Regions from separate parts of the Mus musculus genome. Here region 2 is linked to region 1. Evidence: chromatin contacts called from public promoter capture Hi-C data. All regions are on one chromosome and are shown on one strand. Each heading gives the region's core, a stretch centred on a gene start, on an enhancer-like site or on the middle of the called end of the contact. The rest is flanking DNA. Distances are from core to core; before and after follow the strand shown. Region 1 overlaps Kif1b (kinesin family member 1B). Region 2 overlaps Ube4b (ubiquitination factor E4B).

Region 1 (2,700 bases), core at 42-2,541:
CTGGAGACAAAGCTCAGGCCCTGTGTGGCAGGTTAAGTGCTACTATCCCATTAGCTACATCCTGGGGCCCTGGGTTTCATAAAATAGAAAAGGACATTAAATGTAAAAGCTTGAAAATCCATACAAAAAGACCAACGTGTGGATACTTCATTCCTCCTTAGAATAGGTAACAAAATACCCATGGAATAAGTTACAGATACAAAGTTTGGAGCTAAGTCGAAAGGATGGACCATCCAGAGACTACCCTACCCCACCCCATCCATCCCATAATCAGCCACCAAACCCAGACACTATATTGCATATGCCAGCAAGATTTTGCTAAAAGGACCCTGTTACAGTTGTCTCGTGTGAGGCTATGCCAGTGCCTGGCAAATACAGAAGTGGATGCTCACAGTCAACTACTGGATGGAACACAGCACCCCCCCCCCCCATGGAGGCGCTAAAGAAAGGAGAAGCTAGAGAAAGTACCCAAGGAGCTGAAGGGGTGTGCAACCCTATAGGTGGAACAAGAACATGAACTAACCAGTACCCCCAGAGCTCGTGTCTCTAGCTGCATATGTAGCAGAAGATGGCCTAGTCGGCCATCACTGGGAAGAGAGGCCCCTTGGTATTGCAAACTTTATATGCCCCAGTACAGGGGAACGCCAGGGCCAAGAAGCGTGAGTGGGTGGGTAGGGGAGCAGGGCGGGGGCAGGGTTTAGGGAACTTTCAGGATAGCATTTGAAATGTAAATAAAGAAAATATCTAATAAAAAAAAAGAAAATCCGTACAAAAATACAAAGAAAAGGATACTTGGCACACAACTATCTTCAGATGAAAGAGCAGGAAGAGACTGAGAAATCAGAATTCCCCTGTTTCACTTACCCCTCCTCCCCAGTGATAAACCACACTTAAAGATCATGCCAAGGCTTATTTCAGGAAGATTTTATTTCTTTAATATTACAAACTAACTCTCCCTTTCTGAGAAGGCAGTCTCACACCCAGACAATCTTCAAGCATGGTTTTAAGAAATTGAGAGAAAAATCAGAGTTCATCAACAAGAAGATTCACAACTTCTCTTTACAGTAATAATAGGAAAAAACGATACATTTCACAACCTAAAGTGGGCCACACCTAGAGCAGAGCTTAAAATGATATCAATCAGACAGGTATGAAAATCATTTGTAACGAATCTGTCTCCAACAGTACAGAACACAAGCTTGCTTTACACTGAACCTAAAACGTCTTCATCACACTGCAGTAGGCCCCAGGAAGCTTCCTCTGCTCGAAGGCTTCTGTGTAAATCATTAAGGCAAGTCAACAAAGGACCAGGAAGGCACCCGCTACAGCAGTGACCACGGGAAGCCCACGCAACTGCTTATAATCTGATAGCATTTAAAAAGTCAGGCATCGCGGTAACAGACCCAGTGTTTTGTTTTTAGTATCTTACATCTAAAGCACAAAGGTCAGTTCAAGTCACTTCAATGTAATAAACAATTCCTATTTGTCGTGTTACCTATGAAAGGAGAAACAATGTGCTATGCTAGAAGGATCAGAAGCAAGAGTAGAGGAAAAGCCCTTTGGTTTTAATTTATTAACCAGATTTTGTAACTGTCCATAGAATTAACAGTCTGCTCTGGAAAACCTTATCCAATAAAGTAGGACTCTACTACAGGCCTGGTAATGCCAGTTCCCACGTATGAACACTTCTCTCCATTTCACAATGATAACACCTAGGAATATTTTCAGAATAAAATAATGCTTTAATGAAGACAAGTTTTCTTTGGTCTTGTTTAAGCTGAGGGGGAGATACCACTATATTAAAACAAAACCAAAAAGTAAACAAACAAAAAGACAAGCTGAGCCTGCTAACACACACCTCTAACTCCAGCAACTGTGGAAGCTGATGCAAAAGGATTCCAAGTTCGAGGCCAGTGTGGGCAAATCGAGGAGACGCCGTCTTAATAAAGGAATAAGACCCCACAAAAGCATGATGGTGGTTTATACTTGTTCAGTGAGTCTAACAAGCTATTTTGTACACACAGTTTTCTAAGGTAAGTGCTCTCAAATGCAAGAAAAGATACTGCTAGCAGTGAATTCTTTTCTTTTCTGGTTGCCTAGAAAAGCAAGGGTTTCTTTAATGTCTGGTATTTCAGTCATACAAGGGCACTTGGATTAGCAGAAGAACAAAGGTGATTCTTTGGAATATCTCTGGGGGCAAAATGCCACCCACATGTGTACAGGAAAACAGTACAAAACTTTTCACTGTAATGTTGGCATCGAGGAGTGAGCTTACTTCAGTGTTTAATAGGAAAGGAAAGCATTTATCTGTAACAAAGTGAGCCTCTATGGACCTGAAATATCTTCTGTCAAGTTAGAGCCTAAGTAATTAACACTTTAAGTTTCAAAAAAATGAATTTTTGACAAACACCCAGGTAGTATAATTATGTGTGAAGAAGAAAGAGTTACAGAGACAAACTGAAGTGACTGACTTGAGCCTACCAAGAATACATTCAGACCAAATGGCACAGAGATTGTCGTCTCGATGAAGTCAACACACAGCAGGCCTCACTCGCCCAAGTTGAATCTGCCATATAAACTGTCACTGAAGACTAGAACTGTTCTAGCTAGGAAAGGAGACGGATCTTCCCCCCAATTTTTTAAGGAAAAAAAACATGTTGGAAGCAATTTTCTGTGCGTTAAGACAGCATTTTCTTAAAA
Region 2 (2,700 bases), core at 76-2,575, 120 kb after region 1:
AAATTCACTATATGCTGGCTTTGAACGTGTTATCATTTGCCTCTACTTCCCAAATACTTATATTATGGGAATGCATGACCATGCCCAGCTTCAGAATGGACAACCTGAATTCCATCTCTAGGACCCAATTGTTAGCAGGACCTCTGTAGCATTCAAGGACCCCATGCGCACACGAATAAATACATGTAATTAAAATATTTTTAGCCAGGCAGTGGTGGCACACACCTTCAATCCCACAACTCAGGAGGTAGAGGCAGGTGAATCTCTGGAGTTTGAGGCCAGCCTGATCTACAGAGTGACGAGTTCCAAGACAGCCAGAGCTACACAGAGAAACCCAGTCTCAAATATCACCCAATCTTTGTAAATGAGTGCTCTCTCTGTATGTTTGCCTGCATGCCAGAAGAGGGCATCAGATCCTAGGATATGTGGTTGTGAGCCACCTCGTGATTGCTGGAATTGATCTCCATCTCTCTAGCCACCTGCCCCAATTTAAAAAAAAAAAAAAAAAAAAAAAGTTCAAATTTTAAGAAATTAAAATGTAAGCCGGGCGGTAGTGGTGCACGCCTTTAATCCCAGCACTTGGGAGGCAGAGGCAGGTGGATTTCTGAGTTCGAGGCCAGCCTGGTCTACAAAGTGAGTTCCAGGACAGCCAGGGCTGTACAGAGAAACCCTGTCTCAAAAAAACAAAAACTAACCCCTCCACGTTACCACCACTGACTGGGCCTGCACAGAGAGAGCTTGTCTGTCCTTTTGCTGATCGAGGGAGCGGCTCGATATGTAGACCAGGCTAGCCTGGAACTCACAATGCTCCTGTGTGAGCTTCCAGGTGCTGGGCTTACAGGTGTCAGTCACCACCATGCTCGGCTGGGGGCAGCTTTTAGGACATAACACAAATTTGCTTTGTATAACTTTGGATGTTGTTTCTGGTCTATCCTGCTTTTGCGTTTGAAACCAGATTTCACACACATTCTTCTGCCAACCAGTTCCCATATAGTTATGGTGATGAGAAATTACCTCTCACAGTTTCAAAATGAAAAGTGAAGGGCTTTGCTTTGATTTTTGTTTTCAGTAGTACTGGGGATTGAGTCCAGGGCCCTTTACCTGCTGGGCAGCTGACCTGAGGGGTCTCCCTGAGAGGCCAGAGAAGGCTCTAGCCCCTGAAGTGAGGATTTTAGGAAACAAAAATCCAAACAAACTGCCTATCTCCCCCCACGTACCAGACACGCAGCTTCTCCAGTTTTACAAATGGAGACAGTTTTGGTTCAAACACAGCTGTGGGTACTTTTGGTTTTGGACATTTCCTGGGGCATTTCTCCAGAGCCTGTTCAATTATCAAACACTGCTCAGGTTTCACAGAGAACTTGCCACTGCCTCTGTCTTGGAGATCAAATTGGAATCAGCTGCTGCTGAAGGGGGTTTCTTTCTCTAAGTTCTGAGCAGCATTCAGGTAAACAGAGTCACACAACCTCCGACTGAAGCGCAGCTATGTGAACCATGACACAGCTCAGGGCACCAGGCACAGTGTATAAGCAGCAGAACACGCAGCTCAGGGCACCAGGCACAGTGTATAAGCAGCAGAACACACAGCTCAGGGCACCAGGCACAGTGTATAAGCAGAAGAACACACAGCTCAGGGCACCAGGCACAGTGTATAAGCAGAAGAACACACAGCTCAGGGCACCAGGCACAGTGTATAAGCAGCAGAACACACAGCTCAGGGCACCAGGCACAGTGTATAAGCAGAACACCACGCAGCTCAGGGCACCAGGCACAGTGTATAAGCAGCAGAACACACAGCTCAGGGCACCACGCACAATGTATAAGCAGAAGAAGACACAGCTCAGAGGACCAGGCACAGTGTATAAGCAGAAGAACATACAGTACGGGAAGTACTTACTGTACAATAAAAAATAAAAATTCAGCAACATCTTCGACATAAAACTCAGGCAATGCTGCAAATACCTTGGGGACTTCTGAATTCAAAGGCAGTGTTACGCTGTAGAGGAGAAAAACCCCACAATTTACAAATGCTATCATGGAACACTGATTACCTGGGGTGTTGTACTTCCAAATGCCCCATGTGGAAAGAGCAGCCCTCACTGTGTAACACATGTGTAAAAGTGCACAGGCAAACGACTGACCCGCAGTGTGCAGAAAGGATGAGGAAGGCCTGGGCGTGTTTTGTAAGTGTTTGCCTCATCTTCTTTTCTTGCCAGACTTAAGGAAGTAGTTAAAATGGGAAAGAAACCCAAAGGTCGAATTTGGTCATTTCAAGCAACTCATACTGGGTGGATAAAGCCAGCATATACTTTATATAAGCTTTTCCAGTCTTTTAGGAACACAGGCCAAACTAACCAATACCTGTGACCTAGGGGGTTCACAGAACGTAAGAGACCTGACTTAAACAACAACAGTGACTGTCGGTGTCCTCGGCTCTCCGAGACTTGGTGCTCAGGAGGCTCAGGAGCCTGTCACCTCTAGCACTTTGCTTCCAATTTATAAACTTCCTTTTCTAGCCATCCAATGTTATAGCAAAATTTTAAAACTGACAGCCACTAAAAAACACATGGGGAAATATTAATCTAGCTTCATATGTATTTATGCATAACTATAAAAATTCTCAAGGTTTAGTTATGACTCAAGAACAATAGCCCGGTAGCCACCGTGAAGACGAGGCACGGCAAAGAGCACACTTACTCA

The links. Capture Hi-C pulls out chosen DNA fragments and counts their contacts.
Region 2: a contact with region 1 is called in a promoter capture Hi-C map of adipose tissue. The contact joins two enhancer-like sites. A contact is called at or near these places in 4 of 484 Hi-C or Micro-C datasets (bone marrow-derived macrophages, embryonic stem cells and nephron progenitors), 1 of 115 datasets of contacts at active chromatin or transcription factors (embryonic stem cells) and 4 of 9 other capture datasets (adipose tissue, embryonic stem cells, liver and 1 more).

The regions. Positions count from the first base shown.
Region 1 is chr4:149,232,825-149,235,524 of GRCm38.p6, forward strand. The region is part of intron 22 of Kif1b (kinesin family member 1B); the gene reads right to left. Among named protein-coding and RNA genes, the nearest start is that of Pgd, 67 kb to the left of the region's middle. Within about 2 kb of position 1,292, at least 14 of the 459 cell types and tissues checked have an H3K27ac peak or open chromatin away from gene starts, as enhancers often do. A contact at or near this core is called in adipose tissue, where this site is marked.
Region 2 is chr4:149,348,761-149,351,460 of GRCm38.p6, forward strand. It overlaps Ube4b (ubiquitination factor E4B), which reads right to left. Exons shown (of 27, transcript NM_022022.3): 18 at 2,698-2,700; 19 at 1,898-1,996. Among named protein-coding and RNA genes, the nearest start is that of Ube4bos3, 15 kb to the left of the region's middle. Within about 2 kb of position 1,326, at least 16 of the 459 cell types and tissues checked have an H3K27ac peak or open chromatin away from gene starts, as enhancers often do. A contact at or near this core is called in adipose tissue, where this site is marked.